4 separate regions of the Mus musculus genome follow, and regions 2, 3 and 4 are each linked to region 1. The links are chromatin contacts, called in public Hi-C and promoter capture Hi-C maps. All regions are on one chromosome and are shown on one strand. Each heading gives the region's core, a stretch centred on a gene start, on an enhancer-like site or on the middle of the called end of the contact. The rest is flanking DNA. Distances are from core to core; before and after follow the strand shown. Region 1 holds the start of Mettl16 (methyltransferase like 16). Region 2 holds the start of P2rx1 (purinergic receptor P2X, ligand-gated ion channel, 1). Region 3 holds the start of Ctns (cystinosis, nephropathic). Region 4 holds the start of Spata22 (spermatogenesis associated 22).

Region 1 (4,905 bases), core at 805-3,304:
CCCAAGTTCAATTACAACCTTGGCCAATTCCGTTCATTTTTCTACACTATCCATTCAGGTCATAACAGACATACTCAACAAAGTCACTCCGTTTGATTCTTTAACTTTTGTTAAAAAAATTTTTTTCAACTGGGAATTTAACACAGTATCTCACATGTGCTCTATCAAGGACTGCTACACCCGAGATGACTAACTTCTGGATTTCTATCTGCCTATCCACCCCATTCCTCAAAGTTAAGTGAATGTCTGCTAGCACCAGTTTACTCTGTTCCTCCCACACTGGCCTAAGAGCCATTGCCCAATCAAGTGCCTCAGGACTAGCTGTACTTGTCTTTTTGTTCTTGCTGTTAGACAAGGTCTCCAGTAGCCCAGGCTCACTGGGAACCCACTCTGTAGGCAAGGCTAGTAGTCTAGAATCCCATGTCCTCTGAGTGCTGTGATTCCAGCTTGCACCACCACACTGGACTGGCACTTGCTGCCGCTCAGGTGGCATGGCTTACACTCCCCAGTGAAGTGTACAGACACTGAACATATCCCCACCTTTAAGCCTTTGGTCAAATGCCATCTTATTTATATCTTCTTGAGCAAGTCACTAAAACATTCAGTGACTGGAACGCACACTTTATTTTTCTTTTTTTTAAGCTTTTATTTATTTTTTGTATATGAGTACACTGTAGCTGTCTTCAGACACAGCAGAAGAGGGCATAAGACCCCATTACAGATGGTCATGAGCCACCATGTGGGTGCTGGGAATTGAACTCAGGACCTCAGGAAGAAGAGTCAGTGCTCTTAACCACTGAGCCATCTCTCCAGCCTCCCGCCCACCTTCTGTCTTTGAAATTTACTCACTTGGCATTCCCCACACATTTGCTTTAATTAAAAAAAAAACCTTCCCTACCAGTAAACTTCATGAGGGAACATATTTGTTCCCTGCTGTACCCCAATACTCAAAATAGGGCCTGTAAGGGGAGGCACTCAACTGTTGGTTGACTGGGAAGAATATGAAGTCACCAGGAGATCTAGCTCCGAGTGACAGAGCATGTGTCTAGCACGTGCAAGGCCTGGGCTCAGTCATCAACACCAAAGAAAATAAAGGAAATAACTATGAAATACTTTCCATCTGTGTGAGACACACACAGCATTCTCTTTCTGAATGGGCAGCCCAGTTGAGTCTCAACAATAACAAAAAAAGGCTCATCGGAGCGAGTCCAAAACCCAAAAGACCTCTAGGCCAGCCTTCTTTCCTCTTTAAAACTTCATGTTTCCTGGGTTTCTCTTGGCCTTTATCTCTTCACACATCATTTCTTCTAAAACTGAAGCTTATAGGATACTCTAAATTTGGCTTTTATGATGTCAAACTATGGAGGCAATAGAGACAGACCAGCGTTCAAGAGCACCAGCTGGTCTTCCAAAGGACCAGGGCTCGATTCCCAGCACCCGTATGGCTGCTCACCTAGTGCCATGACACAACCCTCTTCTGGCCTCTGCCTGCACTGTGCACGTGCTGCACAGACGTCCAGGCTGGCAAAACACCTACACCTACAAACTGTTTTGTGGGTTTGTTTTTTTTAAGTTTTTAGGAGGAACAGAAAACTCAACAGATGTCTCCCACCTAGACCCCAACACTTCCGTTTTCTCTTCACGCCCCCACCTCACAAACTTGACTTCTCCTCCGCCACTTCCCCGGCTCATCCACACCTTCTTCCCCTGGGTTTCAGCGCTCTCTAAGCATTGGCCTAGGCGAGGGACGAGGCCATCTCTCCTCCAGCTCCTCCCACCTACCGCCGGCCTTCGCGCACACCCGCCCGGGTCCCCGGCTTCTGACCCAGCGGTAAGCCCCCAAGGATCCGAGAACCGGAGGAGAAAAGCAGGTGAGCCGCTTCTTAGGCGATCCTTGTGCGCAACCGGATAAGAGATTTTTGAACCACGCACCTCGCAGGCCAATGGAGCAGGCGGACGGAGTGCGGACAGGCCCGCAATCACCAAGCCCACACCACTCACACAGCCAAGCTCCTGGAAACGCAGATGCTACGCTCCAAGCGCGCCGCCATCTTGCGCAGCCAATCCGCGCCGTGACTGGACAGACTACTCTCGCGAGACTTTTGACTTAGCCTAAAGAAAGAAGGAACTATCGCGATACTTGGAGACGGCGGTGAGTTTTCACCCAGGTTTGGGGGTGTGGTCGGCCGGGAGTCTTCTTAGGTTAGCGGATGGAGAAGACCTCACTAGTCCGCTGGCATGCAGCTATGTGATGGAGCCCGGCCAGGAACTTGGAACTACCCTCCTCCCCTGGCCTTTCTGGGTGCTGGGATTACAGGGATGGGCTACCCCACCAAGTTGTAAACGTTTGTTTTCCTTTGTTTTGAATGTAGCTTTCTTCAGCTCTCCCCAGCCTTACTAAATAGTACTAAATCTAGTCTTGGACAGGAAATAGGAAGGCTAGATGGGTTTGATGGCAATTAACACTTAAGTGCACAGCAAATCTGTGTGATGACACAGTAGTTACAGATAAACCTGTGAGATGGGTAAATAACTGGTACTTAGAAACTGTTTTGGGTGGGATAGGGGACGGGGAAATGGCTACCCTAACAAAAGACCCAGGTTCGAGTCCCAGCCCCAATATGGTGACTCGAAACCAGCTGTAACTCTAGTCCCTAAGTGCCCTCTGGAAGGCACACGTGCACGTGGTGCACAAACATGGAGGCAAACAGCCATACACATAAAGGTAAACCTCTTTTTAAATTCTATTTTTTTTTTTTAAAGAAACTGATTTGGCTAAAAAAAGCATTGAATCTGGACTCACGAAGCAAAAGGATAAAATCCTGGCGTGCGTTTGTTTGTTTGTTTGTTTGCTCGAGACAGGGTTTCTCTGTGTAGCCCTGGCTGTCCTGGCACTCACTTTGTAGACCAGGCTGGCCTTGAACTCAGAAATCTGAACTCAGAAATGCCTCTGCCTCCCCACCAATAGGCATTTCGTTGTCAGTTTTGTACGATGTTCTGTTCCAGATTGGCCAAAGGGTGTTTTCAGATTGTCTGTGTCAGTCACCTGGAATTCCTGGAACAGTAGGACTGATCAAGAAATACTTTTATAGAGCAATGCTAGGCCTCAAAGGACGGGAATGCCTCCTCTGTACTCACTGAGGGCAATTACCTGCATAGACGAAGCTATGTGCTGCAGAAGGAACAGTTGTCTTCAGGGAGCCCAGTTGCTTCCCTCCACCTTGCAGACCAAGCAGAACAGGACCAAGACCACACTGACCTTGGCTACTTTATTAGCTATGCTAATACCCCCCCAATTGCCCTACCCCCAATTTTTCCTTCATTTAACCCTAAGTATGGTGTTATAGGCCTGTAAATCCAAGCATTTGGGATATTGAAGCTGGAGTATGAGTTCATCCTATACTGTCTATCAAGTTCCAGGCCACCCTGGTCTACATGAGACCTTGCTCAAAAAGCCAAAGCGGCAGTGTACCACTAGATCAGTGGTAGAATGCAAAGGCCTGTGTAAACTAACACCACAAAGAAGAGATAGATAGATAGATAGATAGATAGATAGATAGATAGATAGATAGATAGATAGATAGATTGATTTATGGGTAGATAGATGTATAGATTTATGGATAGATAGATAGATAGATAGATGTATAGATTTATGATAGATGTATAGATTTATGGGTAGATAGATGTGTAGATTTATGGGTAGATAAATTAGCATAGCCATAAAATGTGGGCTGTCGAGACACTTGATGGACAATCATGAAGACCAGAATTTGGACCCCAGTCTCCACATAAGGAGCAAGGCACACCTGGGGCTTATTCGTTAAAGAAAAGAAAAGTATAAGCTGCACGCTCACAGACAGACTTTGCCTCAAAGGAGTAGGGAGACAACGATAGAGGCCATTCAATGGCCTCTTCTGGTTTCCACAAATGTGTACATGCACGCCTATGCCATACACTCACACAAATTAGTGTTTAAAGATTTTTGTAACTGAAGATTTGAAAAAAAAAACCCTGATAGATTTGTGGATGTGGGTAGGTGGCTCACAGTCACCTATAACTCACATTCCACGGTATCTGACACTCCAGGGTGTCTGACACCCTCTTCTTGCCTCCTCAGACACCATACTCACATGCATATACCAGAACACAGAGACACACATATAATTCAAAATAAAATAGATATTTTAGAAAAATGGGGCTGCAGAGGTGGCTCCACAGTTATGAGCGCTGTCTGCTCTTCCAAAGGACCCAGAGTCAATTTCCAGGACCCATGGGACAGCTCAGACCTGTCTGTAATTCCAGCTGCAGGGGACCCATTGTCTCTGGCACACAAGTGATGCACAGAAATACATGCAGCCAAAACACCTGCACACATAAATGAAAATGATAAGCTGGGCGTGGTGGCACACACCTTTAGTCCCAGCACTTGAGAGGCAGAGACAGGTAGATTTCTGAGTTCGAGGCCAGCCTGGTCTACAAAGTGAGTTCCAGAACAGCCAGAGCTACACAGAGAAACCCTGTCTCGAAAAACCAAAAAAAAAAAAAAAAAAAAAGAGAAAGAAAATGATAACTTTAAAAGAATATTTTTGAGTATTTTGTCTATTACTTTTGTATGTATGGGTGTTTGCTGCATTTGTCTGTACGCCGCATGCATGCAATACTCCTGAAGGCCAGAAGAGGGTGTGGGATCCGCCTTGGAACTAGCGTTACAGACAGTTGCAAACTGCAATTCAGGTGCTAAAAATTGAACCTGGAGTTCTCTAGAAAAGCAGTCAGTGCTCTTCACTGCCGAGCATCTCTTCAGCCCCTAAAATAAATTTTTAAAAAGATTTGAAAGAGAAATAAGTTAGGCAATGGTAGCACACATAATACCAACACTTGGGAAGCAAAGGTAGATGGATCTCT
Region 2 (4,905 bases), core at 1,801-4,300, 1.8 Mb after region 1:
ACATGGTAGCTCACACATGTATTCTTAGCACTTGGGTTGCAGAGACAGAGGCAGATATCTGTGAGTTTGAAGCCAGAACGAAGTGAGTTCCAGAAGAGCCAGGGCTATGTAGAGAGACCTTGTCTCAAAAATCAAACAAACACAAAATCCAGCTGTCCCCCAACCCCCCACCCCTTGACTGGGTCTCACTGTGTAACCCTGGCTGCCTTAGAGTCTTACAACTCACTATGTAGATCAAGCTTGCCTCAAGCTCACAGAGATCCACCTACTTCTAACTAGCTAGGGTTAAACTCGTACTTCCATACCTGGCCAGTCTAGCCCACTTAAACCCACCTAACGAAGTTTTTACCCTGTGTCCCCTCTGCTTTCCAGCAGGAACGGCTAGACCAGTCTGTCTCATAGCCCAATCCCTCCAACTGGAGCATTTCACCTGTGACATCACCTTAACCCAGGCCAGCAGAGTCTCCATCTTCCAGGGCTTCTTCCCCACTTGCCTTGAATGTACAGGAAGAACATGACCAATAGAGTCCAAAGCCTTAACTTTCCTCCTCTGAGCCTGTTCCAGATCTTGGCATCTCAGCCTCTTGTCTGTTGTCTGCCTGCCTGCCTGCCTGCCTGCCTGCCTGCCTGCCTGCCTGCCTGCCTGCCTAAGTCTAAGGCCACTTTCATCAGAACTGTGTTCCAATGCTTGACTTTGTGTCCCTCTCCACCTCCATGCTGCCCGTCCCCAATGTGGGCTTCACCTTGTCTGGTGCCCAGAGACTGACTCTCTCGTCCCCCCCACCCCCGACTTCCCTGCAGCCCCCACAGGACCAGACAAACATCTAGGAAAGAGGAGGATCCTTATAGCGAAGCCCTTTCCCTTCACAAGGAAAGGTCCTCTCCAACCGCTGTCCTATGTAACAGTGGAGCAAGGCTCAGGAGTTTAACCTGCAGGAGTCATTGTAGCATCTGGCAGTGGCCAGATGAGGGCGACAGAGACAGTAGGTGCCATTGCTGGAGCTAGTAAGCGCCCTAGTTAGTGGGCAGAGAAGCCTGGGTTTGGGGACCTGAAGACCTTGCCTTTGGCTCTGCTGTGTGAACTGGGAATTTTAGCAAGACTAGTTGCATCCCTCACCTCTGATACCCCCACCCTCACACCAACAAGAAACATTTGAAACATTTGAAAATGATAGACCATTTCAGGCCAGAAGAAAGGAAAGAGGGATGGGGTAAGGTTCCTGTCACAGGAGGTATAGATCAGGGCTAAGGGGCAGTAGGGACAGTAGACTATCCCTTTTGTTCTGTCCCTGTGACAGTCAGACACTGCTCCTAGCCACAGTTCTGAAAATAAAGTAGAGAGCCCCTGGGGCCTGAGTAGGGACAACCATTTTGATCTCCCCAAGTGAGAAACAGGCTGGGCTTGAGTAGTGACTTCTCCTTCCTGAGGAACTAGCAAATAATTAATGGTGGACGTTTACGCCCCTCTTGTGCTCAGCAGGAGGCTACTGGTACCCATCAGAAAGTTTCCTGGAAACTTTGTAGGGAGTGGGAAATGAGGAGACAGAGCAAAGGTTCAGGGTTGATTTGCCTAGTGACCTAGAAATTCCAGGGCTCCTCTATGGGCCTTAGTCTTCCTCTTAAGCTTGACCAACTTGATTTGTGACCAAGACATAGCCTGAAATGCAGCTGAAGGATCCTGGCTTTGGCTGCACCTGACTAGCTCTGAATCTTAGGGCATCAGTGAGCAGAAGAAAGGCTACTCTAGGAACTAGATACTCCCAAGAGGCTAGTACCACATGAGTAACTCTTTGGGCTCTTAGTCCCAGTCCCCCCAAATGGGGATTTGCAGAGCCCTCAGAACCACACAACACAGGCAGGCAGGGGTACTGGGCGTTCTCAGGCTCCCATTAGGACCCAACCCTTTTACTGATCTCATAGCCTCTAGAGGCTCTTTTTAGTGTGACTGTAAGTAAGCATGATGCTCCTGACATGTGACACTTCTGGTACCCAGCTACCTCAGACCCAGGGCAGACAGAGACACAGCTGTAAGCTTGCGTAGCCAACCAGGTATATAAAACCACCGGTACATGGCTAAATATATAGGACATGGGCAGTCATAGAATACCATGTTAGCCCACACAACACACATGCAAACACAAGATCCTGCCTGGCCTGCTAGCCTTTGCATGGTTCCCAGGCTAGCCAGATAGCTGAAGGAGACCTGTGCTGCTCTGACCCTGTGCCAGGGAAGGAGATGTCACACTTGGGAATGGAGACTACTTCCTGCTCTGTGTCTCCATCAAGATGCTAAGTGTTCAGAATCCAATTGTCTTTTAGTCCCCCAGGGACCTGGATTTCCCAGGTTGTCCTTTGTTCTGACTGGAGAGACGGGAACAGAGCCTATGTTCTGGCGAGTAAAATGAGGCATTGCTTTGTTTCAGTTGCATGAGGAAAGTTGGAGGTGAAAAGGGCTCTTGCAGGGCGTGCCACTCACTCACTAGAAGGGGCCTTTTACAATGTCCTCAGGACCCACAATGGTGTTGCCCCTTGGTCACCATGCACCCAGAGTAGCGTGTCCTATCCTGCATTGGTGTCTCCATCTTGACAGTAGGTTAACAGGGCCTATTCCTTCTTAAGGCATGGAGGCTCACCAGGAGAGCTTTCCAGTGCTTGGAGAGATGAAGGGTACCCCAGAGCTCTGAGGATTGGCACATGTAGAAGACTGGTGCCCAAAGGTGTTGGGAGGGGGACTTAGACTCACCCAATGACGTAGACCAGAACCACCAACTGGATCAGACGGAAAATGACTCCCACCTTCTTGTTTCGTACCAGCACCATCCGGGGAGTGTCATACTCAAAGAAGAAGGCTGACAGCTCATCCTGCAGCCGCCGAGCCATGGTGGGCCAGAAGGGGCTCAGAGACAAGCCCCCCGCACGGCCTCTGTGGTCAAGGGCAGGCTAGCATCTGTGTCTACAGAGAGAGCAGTGGAGTGGCTGGAGGCTTCCCAGCCCCTTAAGAACAGAGCAGGCCAAGTGGGGCCAGAGTTGGAGGTTCGTTGGTGGGATCTGGGTTAGGAGGGAAAAACCCAGGGTGATCAGAGCAGCTTTTGACTGCTGGCAGGCAGTGGAGTACCGGCCAGTGGTGCCCCGTGAAATAAATTCCCAAAGATAGACAGAGGCGGAGCCAGTGAGGCCACCCAGGCCCAGCCCCACTACCCCTCAAGGCTCCGCCTGGGCCCTGCTGGGCCTCCGGAAACAGGAGCTGCTCTCCGGAAACCACCATGGCCACCAGCCACAGGGCCAGAGATAAAGCTACTGGCTACCCCCACTCCAGGAACCTGACAGGACAGAACTGAAGGGTCTCGCCAGGACAATCCCTCAACACTCTACCTCCATCCCCACCCCCACAGTCTCAGAGTAGACAGTTCAGTCCTGGGGACCTGCAGGAAGATGAACAGAACTGATGTCAAGTCCTGTAGCCTAGAGCTACCCTTGGACACTCCCTCTTCGTCAGTCCCTTCAAGTCCAAGCTTGGTCTATACCCATTAACTTCAGCCTCAGGCTGGCATCTCTATCTGCAACCTTGCTCTCCCTCTGTCTGACCTGCTTGACTGTACTCCTGACACCACTCCCATCCCATCCTTACCACCAGAACAGACAGGGAGGTAGACATCTAGACGAGACTAGGGTCACCTATCCCTAGGGAGTTCTGAGACCCAGCTTGGAAAGCCTGATATTAGGCAGTTGTGTCACTTGTTGAGGGCTTGGGGGCATTGTCTGGCTTTTCTAAGTCTGCTTCTTGTAAAGTGGGACAACATAACACTTTCCCCAGAGTGAAGAAGCCCTTGGGGGACGGTCCCAGAAACCTCCAGGACAGAGAACTAAAATACACTGTTGAATTAGGGTTCAGGTCCAATACAACCCTTGCCTTCCTCAATAGTAAAGCAGACCCTGAGCATAGGGTCCCAAGAACCTGATCAGGCTGGCTCACACTGTGCACCTAGGGTCAGAGGGAAGCATTCTCACCCTGGCCTACTAGAAGAACCAGCCTGAAGCACAGGTCTCCTTGGTAACCTTCACTGCTCTGCACCCCCGGCCAAGCCGACCCACGCTGAGTGCTGATAAGGAATCTTCTTCCTCATGAGCTACTAACAGGGAGCGAATGGCCCCTGGGCCTGGCACCGAACCCTTATGCAAACTGGGCTGCTTTCTGCATGTCCCCTCCCAGCACCCAGGACCAGCCCCAACCTCTTGAATAGAAAACACACACACACACACACACACACACACACACACACACTGACATTCCAGTAGGAACTCTCTCAACTGTCTGACGCCACTGAGCCAGGGTGGTGGGAACCACATCCTTCGCTTTTTTTTTCCTAAGGAGTCAGAGCTTCAGCAGGCTCTGTGACCTTACCCTGACCCCAAACAAAAGGGCATGTCCCTCTCCCAGCTGACTTCACGTGCAGCTGTTACAGCAGTAGGCCCAGAAATGAATTGTGTGTGATAGGAATGGGTGGGTGCTAAGACTGAGCCATCTCTGTGCCCGCCCCGACGATGCTTACGCCATATTCTAGAGAGGGACCTGCTCCAATTGAGGGAGAAGAGAAAGGATGGAGAGAAGAAAGGAAAAGGAAGGCAGTCATTGTCCAGTATGTTGCTTCATGCCACAGCCGCCCTCTCCCATACTCCTCTTCTTCTTCCCCCACTTCACCTCCTCCCTTCCTTTCTCTTTCTTTCTCCTTTTCTTCTTTCTCCCTATCCTCTTTCCTTTTATGTTTCCTCTTCCTCCTCCTGCTCTTTCCTCTTCTTCCCCCACTCACTCCATCCCCAAGAAGCCAGGTTTATAGCTTGTTAGATACACCCTCAGGCCTGTGTCTGGGCATCAGCCCTGTTCTCAGTCAGCATGGCAGAGAGGGC
Region 3 (4,905 bases), core at 817-3,316, 1.6 Mb after region 1:
AAGAGCATTTGAGACATGAAGCTCAAATGTGAGGTACTGCACTCAGTCCAAGTTTCTGGCTGGAGGAAGCCTTAGTGGCCACCTAGTTCAGATCAGAGAACAAGTTGAGGCCAAGAAAAAAGTGAGAGGTTACACTCTCACCTTGACATTCATATCTGTGAATTCACTGACTATAAACTGACCCTTTCAGGAAACAAATAGGAATGGAATCTGAGGCCATTCTGATCCTACTTACATCATCTTCCAACAGAGTCCACTGTCTTTAATTCATTGCATTTGTTTTAAAGGTATGTTTGTGTGTGTGTGTGTGTGTGTGTGTGTGTGTGTGTAGTGTGTGTGTGTGTGTGTATATATATATATATATATATATGTGTGTGTGTGTGTGTGTGTAGTGTGTGTGTGTGTGTATATATATATATGTGTGTGTGTGTGTGTGTGTATGTATATGTATATATATGAATGTATGTGTGTGTGTATATATACTGTATGTGTGTGAACATACATAGTATATATGTGTGTGTATATATGTGTGAATATGTATGTGTATATATTTATATAGTGTGTGTATATATGTGTATACATGTATGTGTGTGTGCACACAAACATGTGTGCCCGTCATGGGGCACATGTGGCAGTCAGGGGGCAGCTTTTCAAAAGTCAGTTCTTTCCTTCCATGGTAGGTTCTGAAGGTAGAATTCAGGTGACCAGGCTCACTCAGCAATTGCTATTACTGCTGAGCCATCCTGTGGACCCCTGGAGATGTACTTTTCTATCTTCTAGTTTTCAAAAGCCAGTGGTTGCAGCGTATAATCATCAGTCTGATTCTTTTCTAAAATGTTCATCAGCTTATCTCAGTGTCTCCCCACCTGCTCTGACAACTTTCCTCCAGAGATGCTCAGCAGGGGCTGGAATTCTTTGAGTAACCAAGTGAAATTATCAGTTTACTTGAACTTCAAAGGCATGAGGTAAGCCTAACGCTACGTCTCATTTCCAGAGCACAACCTGCCTAGGGGGTGGGGTCGGAAATGATGCCTGAACTAGAGGGCACAGGGTCATGAGTGGCGAGCGTGATAGTCAGGCCTGTGGTTATCACTTTGAAAGCAAGTCCTCTCGGCGCAAAGTACAAAAAGTGATGGGCGGATAGTAGAGGGATCCAGCGCCATGGTCAGGGGCCCCAGAAAAGCCGGAGAGCGGGAAGATCGGTGCCAGCAGGTGGGAAAGCTCCCTGGGCAAAATCTAACGGCTTAGCTTGAGCTGCAGCAGGCTTTGAAGCCCTAGAGGAAAGGGCAGCAGGCCTTGGAGGTCCGACAGACTGGGCAATCACGGGTACTTCTTCGCGGGAAGGTGTTGCCCGAGATGCCCCCAGGGTCGTCCCGGGGCGGCAGCTCCAGGGCTCTGCCTCACCTGGGGCCCGGCCACCGCGCTCTCAGTCTCTGCCCTCGCAGCCCGGGCGCAGCTCGCCAGCACCACGAACCCGGATGGGAGGCTGGGTGCAGCCTCCAATAGGGCGGCCTTCACGGACGTGGTGCCCAAGTCGATACCGAGAGTGACAGGTCGCGAAGCCATGGCAGTGGTGACAGCACAGCTCGGTGGCTTGAACCGCACGCCGGGGAACACTTCACTCTGGAGGGCAGTAAGGGGGCGGAGCTTCCTTGTCAATCTTTTAACCACTTCTATTGGTCGAGGAAAGCAAACACCACGCGCTCCCCACAGCGGCCTCCGGTGATAGGTGGAGAGACGACAGAAGGCGGGATCTATTGGTCAGAGGTTCCGGGACAGTGCCTGGGGTCCCAGGGTCTTCACCAGGGAGCACAGGGCTTCAAGGAGACAACAGAGACTTCGAGAACCCTGCTTCCCCTACAAGAGACTAGATCGCCCCTCACATCCGAGCCCCTGTCCCTGCCAAGGTGCCTATGCTCTTCCGCCCTTCCACCCTTCCCTCACCCCTACCAAGCGTTATCCTCCTGTATTCGTGAAAACTACAACTTCCAGAGCTCCTTGCACAGGGCTCGCGGCTTCAAGTCAGGTGGTTCAGGTCAGGTGACAGCTGGCCCCTCTTTCACACAAAGTCGGCGGAGCTCAGAGAGTCCTTACACTCCTAAGCGGTTTCTGGTGCGAGATTGTTGCTTTTGGTGAGGTCTGTCCACCAAGCCTGGGAAGCTGTCAGGTGAGAACCATCGCGACCGGGACAGCTACCCCCTTTTCTGGTATGACACCACCCACCCCAACAGACATTAGCCCCGCACCTCAGAGGGGCAACCTACGCTACCAGAGGGGCAGCGCCTGGGTTTCTAGCTTCTGGCCCCAACCCAGGCCCGCACATCTCTAGGTTTTAGGGCCAGGGTGTTGGTGAGCAAAAGCACGGACACCGACTGACAGCTGGTGTTGGTGGCACTATTCAGTATGTGGCGCCGCCTGAATCTGGCTTAGGAATGTGCAGGTAGGTAACTTGGGGTTGGGGGTAAATTCTGCTAGGACCATTCCAGGAGCTCGTGTTGATTCTCCCAGAGAATGAGAGGGTACCTGGATCTTGCCTTTTTCAATAATATTGAGGAAAATAACAATCTATGCTCTGTGAGAGCTTGCTGGGAGCCCTGGGTGGTAATAGTAATAACATTACCTCATTGTTTCTCAACTTTTTGTTATCTTACCAATCCACCTCAAACTTTTAATACAGCTGGTAAGCTCTATTTTTTTTTATTATGACGTTTGGGAGAGAGATAAGCAATTATTACAGCTATTTTTTCAGACCTCCAGAGCCTATTTTAGCCCCTTTGAGAATGTATGCCTTGTATTTCATCTCACTATAATCCTGTGGTGTAACTACCACTGTCCCTGTTTCCCCATTAAGAAACATAGGTTAATAAGTATTCCAGAATCATACAAGTAAATGGGAAACCTGGGACCTAGATAGTTCATCTCCAGGGAACATATTCCTTGTCCAATCTGTACTATCCCTTGAGGAATGTGGGTCTCCCCACTCTCATGGATTATGGCCAATTAGGTCCACGGGGGACAGGGGGCAGTGGGAGCAGAGACAAAGAGTGGTGGGCATGGTTTTGGAAGCCCTGTGAGTGGGTATGGTGAATGACCACTCCAAGACGAGCTTATAAAGTTTGGGGGACTGAAGGTAGGAACATCCAGGATAGTCAAAGGTCATTGGCTGAGGGCTTGAGGTACTGAAATGCCCCATTAGCATGGGGAAGCATTTCGGGAATCTCAGGTGCTCACCGAACAGGTTCTTATGAAAAGGAAGGGAATTGATCCTTAGGAAGGAATCTTGCTAAGGCTATGTGACAGTCATCAGGTAGAGGCCTGTGTTGGGGCTTCGAATTCCCCAGACAAGGTCAGAGGATGAGAAGTTCCACTTATGCCGAACCCATGGGCTATGCAGTCATGGTGGACCTCCACCTTAATTAACAGTTTTCCCACAGAGGAAGCTCCAGGTTATGGACCAAGAGCAGGACTACCTCAGACACCTGACTAAGGGAAGCTGCCACAGGAGATCTCTTGTGGGGGATAGTAGAGGCTCTTAAAAGTGTGCCATCTGATTGAGGTGTAGAAGATGGTAAACACACACACACACACACACACCAGAAGATGGGCATGGCAAGTCTTGTAACTTTGTCTTGTAACTTTTTACAAGCCTAGTTGTGTGTTTGACCAACTGATCTTTTTAGCATAGTAGGCGCCATCGGTTCTAGGTTTCTCCTTCAGAGATGCCTTAGCCTTTAGCACTGGGGAACATTTTGCTGACAGAGTGTTTGAGTTTCACTTGGAAGCAGTCCATATCTTCCAAGAAGTGATATTCATTTGTTTGTTTATTATATAGCATTCTGCCTACATGTATGCCTGCAGGCCAAAAGAGGACATCAGATCTCATTACAGATGGTTGTGAGCCATCATGTAGGTGCTGGAAATTGAACTCAGGACCTCTGGAAGAACAGCCAGTGCTCTGAACCTCTGAGACATCTCTCTAGCCTAAGGTGTTTTTTGTTTTTGTTTTTGTTTTTGTTTTAAGAGAACACTGCCAGTGTTGGTTGGTTGGTTGGTTGGTTGGTTGGTTTTCCTGTTAACTGGCTACAGAAAGCAGCTGAGGGAAAAGTGCAGGCTGTGTTCACATCCTCGGAGTAGGACTTTACACAACCCACGCAGCTGCTCCGAGTGGCTTTGCCCATTACATGAAACATAGATAGGTCCTCTCCGGGTCTCCTTCTCAGAGGTTGTGATGCCTGTGAGGTCAGAGGTGTGGAGGAGAAACCCTTTATGAACTGTCTCCCTGTCATGGGTCAGGGAGCATGTTGTCCATCAAGAGCTGAGCTAATCTAACCTTAACATGCCTCTCTCTTGCTCTTTCTTCCTCCTAGTTCTGAGAAGTCAGAGACCATGAGGAGGAATTGGCTGCTTATTTTGACCCTTTTTCTCTTGATGTTCATAGAGAAGTATGGTAAGTTTAAGACTGCCTTCTCAGCTTTGTAAAAATGAAATAGTGCAAAGAGTAACTTTTTTAATTTATTTAATGCCTCTATTGTATTAATAGTATATTGTCTCAACTTTTCATATCTAGGCATATTGTGATGGGTTTTAATTTTGTTAGGGATGTAATTTTCTTCTCATACTATTTATATAGTGTGATAATTTTTTTTTCAAGAACCAAACTTCAAGGATTATTTGTAAAGAGTAACCTCTTTGTCACCAAAGGTTTGGTACTGTCCAGCAACTGATGGTTGGCCTGCCACTCAAGAGAGGTAGCCAGATCCAGTTCTGGTGTAGGGACATTGTACAAAGAGCCAGATGATCCCAGTCATAGTTGGCATTTTAACCTTGGGTCCCTCTTGCTCTCTTGGTATCAGCACAGGTAACAGTTGGTTCCTTAGTCAGCCTGTATGACTGGCTCTCCGAGTC
Region 4 (4,905 bases), core at 1,785-4,284, 1.4 Mb after region 1:
AATAAGCACCCCTGGTATCTATAATGATATTTTTCTATGGATCATTTTTAAATATCTTAAGACAGTAGTTCTCCACCCTTCTAATGTTGTGAGCATTTAATATAGTTCCTCAGGCTGTGGTGACCCCCAACTATAAAGTTATTTCATAGATATTTCATAACTGTAATTTGCTACTGTTACTGAGTTACTGAGTAATTGTAATGCAAATACCTGACATGCAAGATGTCTAATATGTGACCCCCAAAGGGGTCTTGACTCATAGTTTGAAAACCACTTTCTTAAGAGAGTGACAATACCTAACCACCATCACCACTTCCTCCACATGGCAAAGCAGGTCCTTCAGTCAAAACAATAAAGGAACTTTAAAAGCTACAAGAGAATTCAGGATCAAAGAGGTCTTCAAAGCAATAACTAGAAAAACAGAGATAGGAGCCAAGTCTCTAAATCTCAGTTCAGGAACTCTTAACACTACCACTGTCTGCTGCCCCATTCTCACTGGAGAACACTAACGCAGGAAGATCTCTAATGAAAACCTATAATCACATAGGTTCTTGAAACAGGATGCCTGGGTTTTCACTGTGCCTTCAACGAGGATTGGAAATAAAACTTCAAAGTTAAAGATGAACAGTTTTAAGGACCAAAGAAGCATAATATAATGATTAAGAATGTGGACTCTAAAATCAAATTTCTAGGTTCAAGTGCTATTTCTACCACTCAATAGGTTACTTAATTAAGGTCTTTGTGTCTTGGTGTTTTATCTTAGAAAACAGAGGTGGTGGTAGAGACTAAATAATACTTGTGACTAAATGTCTAGAGTATGGTGTCTCATCATAAATTATCATTATATATCATTGTATACTTCATTGTACATCATAATCATTTCCCTGCCTCTTGTCATTCTTGACATCTATCCTCATGTCACCTCATACTTGGGAAAATACAAACAATACAAAATATTAGAAAACAGCTTGGTTGTTGGTGGCTCAGACCTTTAATCCCAGCACTCAGGAGGCAGAGGTAAGTAGATTTCTGTGTGTTCAAGGCCAGCCTGGTTTCTAGGGGAGTTCCAGGACAGCTAAGGCTACACAGAGAAACCCTGTCTTGAAAAGAAAAAATGCTGCTAGGAGTGTGTGTGGGAGCACCTTCTTACAGGCAAAGGGGGGGGGATGGGATAGGGGGTTTGCAGAGGGGAGACTGAGCAGGGAGGCAACATCTGAAATGTAAATAAATAAAATAACCATTTTTTTAAAGTTATACTTTTTTAAAAAAAGAAAACATTTTAACAAGTCAATCAAAAACACACAAATGTATTTCTTTCTTTCCTGCTTACAACCATAAATCAATCCCTTAAGTTTTGAAGAAAAAGCACCAGAGTAAATCTCAGTACATTTAATTTTACTCTCATCTCTACTGCTAACTATTTTGCCTTGACAAGCTTACTTTGCCTCTTTTGACTATAAAAAGAGGCTAGACGAAATGTCTAATCTCTTTAAACCTTCCTTCCCAAATGTTCCTATAAATTATACATGTTTTATGTACGATATGAAAAATACCAAAAACAATTAGATGCTGTTCAATACCTGCTGTACTTCGGGCTGAACTTTCATTTAGATTTCTCTTCATTTTCTTCTGTGTCAAAGCTTTTTGTATTTAGCACTTGACATTTACAGGATGAAGTTAACTAAACCTTAGAAGGAAGAAACATGTAACTCATAGTCATCAACAAGATCAACATTTCAATCAATTAGTGATGGACACTATGGATTAAAATTGTCAAATGTTATCACCTCAGGAACTGTTTTGTGAATAAAAATTTAAAACAGGCCCCATTTTCCCAGTTATGTTCAAACAAATTATGACATGGTTGGATATAAACTTGTTTTCTAAATATATAGAGAGTTTCCACACAGTTTAAGCAATTTATTTCAGAATTCAGGACCCATGATGGGAATTCTGAACCAAAGCTATAAGGGAAACGAATTACAGCACTGGCAAACTTACAGAAACAAATAAAATATTTTTCCATTGTATTTTTTTCTGATTTGAGCTTCTTAATATATTTATATCTTATTATAATTTATTTAATTCAACAAATGTTTGCCCATGAATAAAAAAAAAAAAAAAGGCCAGACACAAACCCAAATAATTTCTACTGCAAATCCACAGCCCAGTGAGCCAGACTGATGTTCACACAGGTAACAGTGCAATCAAAGAGGTAAACATTAGCGTCCAAATATCATTTGCAAAAGTAAAACTCAAAAACACTGAAACACCAGCTCATCCTAAGCCTAAGAGGACTTACAGAAGCTTAATACCTTAAATATCCTAAACCTATGGCATGTGAGATAGAATTCATACGACCCAGACTTGCCTCAAACTTCTGATCCTCCCATCTCTACCACCCAAGCGCTGGGACTGCAGAGGCAGGCCACTTATGCCTCGCTCACAAATGCGTGAAAGTGCACTATCATCTTCCTGGGCCAGTAAACTCTGATGATCTGAGCCCAGCTTCCAAGAGAACCGGTTTCAGCTGGACCAGGGGTGGGCTGATGGGAATGGGGTGACTGGGGTGGCGGGGGTACGGGTGACAGGAGCAGGGTGGTCGGGATGACAGGCGTGGTGGAAGCAGGGGTGGCGGAGGCAGAGTGGCGGGGGCAGAGTTGGAGGGACTGGGGTGACCGGGATGGCAGGGGCTATGGGAGCAGGGATGATGGAGGTGGGGTGGTGGGGCAGGTTTGGGGTCAGAGAGAGAGGTAACTATCCAACTCACTGCCAAGCCTGCCCTAAGATCACCGTGGCCTCAAGCAGAGGCCACACAGGGCCTCTTTGAGGCCTCCTTAAAGGAGGGGAGCGATTTTTCAGTCAAAATTCGTCTTCCCTTCCAACACCCCCCTCCCGCCTGACACAGCCACTCATGGGGCCGTTTTAGGTCAACAAACGGTATTTCCCTCCATGAATCCCCGGCCAACACCATGTACAAAGAGAGCCCTCAAGTTAACCTCGCCTCCTTCAGCAGGCAGCCACGCGGAACTTCCCGCCTCTGAAAACCCGCGGGAGGCTTTGCGCAGGCGCACCAATCCTGAAGCTCAGTGCGCAGGCGCTCTGGAGCACCTGCGCTACTAACCACGCAAGCAAGCGCGGGGCAGGGGTGGCGGGGAGAGCGGCGAGGGGGCAAGGCCTCGCGAGAGTTAAAGGAACGGGACCAACTTGCTGTTTTCTGCCCATAAAGGCAAAAGCGACGCCCTTTGCCTTGTCGCTTGTGAGGTACAAAGCCGGCTCGGGCATGGCTCTACCTCTTTAGCTGTTTTGTCCACAGACAGAAACCTGTTCTGGTTATGGATGAGGCAGAAAGAGCTCCCCAGCTCAGCCTTGCTACACCCCCGTGGCATCAGAAAATCATGGCCTCCCTTTCCCTTCCTCCTTGCCCATTTCCTAGACAAAAGTTTTCTAAGATGCTGCTGACATCCTAGACTGTGTCTAAAGAGAATCATTCCCAAGGCAGCAAAACAAGGTATGTCTTGCCTAATGTGACCACACGTCTGCCATGGGTCAGGCAGGAGACCTGTGGGAGAACTGAGACCAGTTTTAAAATGACTCCCAATCCAAAGTAGAGAACAGGCGGGCAGGACTGGTGCTGCCATTGTTAAGGAGAGCAAACGAGCACGTGGGCCACAGAGGTCTACAAAGGAAGCAGGGTGGTATGAGGCTCTGAGCTCCTCCCTATATAAGGAACAATTGGAGAGGTGAACAAACTCATTAAGTTGGTAGCTTTTCTTGATTTTTCTTCAGCCTTTCACATATGGGTAGAAGCCATTTTTTGGAATAATTTCAAAAAGTCTCATTTGTAATTCCCAGTTTCTGAATTCTTACAAAGCATTCATTTTTAACACTGTTGTTAGATTCACAGAGACAGCCTCCTGTCAAGAGAAGCTTCTGTCACAGAAGCCTGACTGGAAAACATGGGGAGTTCTTGGCTCTGTGACTTTGAGCATGTGATGTCTACATTTCCTTCCTTGATAAAATAGCAATAACAATATTTACTTAATTGCCTTAAGATATTAAAAGAGATATTAAATGGGTCCAGCACATAATGTGTGCTCAATAAAAGTTAATTCCTGCTTCCAGCGGTGGCTGCTATTTTGGAAGTATAGACTAGCTAGTTACAGTATAGCTACTTAGAATAGATATCTTTGCTAAAAGACCATGTCCTCTTATTTCCCTGTCTTCTGGCTATCCAACATAACTGAAGGGAAGTAGAAAGGGCTGCTGTGGAGAGATGTTTATTAGTAAATGCCTAGAAGAATACAAAAATGTGTTACTTTCTTTGTCAGTAAATAAGAGTGGTAGTGGACTGGATGACAGGATAAGGAATAAAATTTTAATAGGATCATTTTCAATATGGAAAAAGGCTTCAGCAAAATGTCTGGAAAAAGACTTATTCGTGCTTACCTAAAGCAAGAGTGTAAGGAATCTCAAGGAAGTGGAATTTGGCTTGATACATGCGTGCATAAGCATGTGTACAATACATAATCCCCCCAAAATTAATAATTTCTCCTTAAAAGGGCAAGGGATGGCCGGACGGTGGTGGCGCATGCCTTTAATCCCAGCACTTGGGAGGCAGAGACAGGCGGATTTCTGAGCTCGAGGCCAGCCTGGTCTACAGAGTGAGTTCCAGGACAACCAGGGCTATACAGAGAAACCCTGTCTCGAAAAACCAAAAAAAAAAAAAAAAAAAAAAAAAAAAAAAAAAAAAAATTGAAACCCTTGATTATATCCCTAGCACCAAAAAGAAAAAGAAACAAAGAAGAAAAGAAAAGAAATACAGAGTATCACAACTTTAACTCGAGTGAGAGGGATAACCTGTACTGCGTCTGTAAAGAATGTAGACATGCGCCATATGGAATC

The links. Promoter capture Hi-C pulls out the DNA fragments that hold promoters and counts their contacts. Hi-C and Micro-C count contacts between places; a contact is called where the count stands out from the background.
Region 2: a contact with region 1 is called in a promoter capture Hi-C map of hippocampal neurons, with 10 times the contacts expected there. The contact joins the promoter of P2rx1 here to the promoter of Mettl16 in region 1. A contact is called at or near these places in 2 of 39 promoter capture datasets (hippocampal neurons and liver) and 1 of 115 datasets of contacts at active chromatin or transcription factors (embryonic stem cells).
Region 3: a contact with region 1 is called in a Hi-C map of B cells, with 7 read pairs. The contact joins the promoter of Ctns here to the promoter of Mettl16 in region 1. A contact is called at or near these places in 2 of 39 promoter capture datasets (embryonic stem cells and hippocampal neurons), 1 of 484 Hi-C or Micro-C datasets (B cells) and 2 of 115 datasets of contacts at active chromatin or transcription factors (astrocytes and embryonic stem cells).
Region 4: a promoter capture Hi-C map of liver shows a contact between it and region 1, with 2.5 times the contacts expected there. The contact joins the promoter of Spata22 here to the promoter of Mettl16 in region 1. A contact is called at or near these places in 2 of 39 promoter capture datasets (hippocampal neurons and liver) and 1 of 115 datasets of contacts at active chromatin or transcription factors (extraembryonic endoderm stem cells).

What each region holds. Positions count from the first base shown.
Region 1 is chr11:74,768,012-74,772,916 of GRCm38.p6, reverse strand. Mettl16 (methyltransferase like 16) reads right to left here and starts at 2,054. Exons shown (of 10, transcript NM_026197.3): 1 at 1,933-2,054.
Region 2 is chr11:72,997,290-73,002,194 of GRCm38.p6, reverse strand. P2rx1 (purinergic receptor P2X, ligand-gated ion channel, 1) reads right to left here and starts at 3,050. Exons shown (of 12, transcript NM_008771.3): 1 at 2,744-3,050. The coding sequence starts at 2,880.
Region 3 is chr11:73,196,180-73,201,084 of GRCm38.p6, reverse strand. Ctns (cystinosis, nephropathic) reads left to right here and starts at 2,066. Exons shown (of 11, transcript NM_031251.4): 1 at 2,066-2,167; 2 at 4,368-4,447. The coding sequence starts at 4,387. It overlaps Shpk (sedoheptulokinase), which reads right to left and starts at 1,603. Exons shown (of 7, transcript NM_029031.3): 1 at 1,405-1,603. The coding sequence starts at 1,566.
Region 4 is chr11:73,327,870-73,332,774 of GRCm38.p6, reverse strand. Spata22 (spermatogenesis associated 22) reads right to left here and starts at 3,034. Exons shown (of 9, transcript NM_001045531.1): 1 at 3,000-3,034; 2 at 1,581-1,687. The coding sequence starts at 1,623.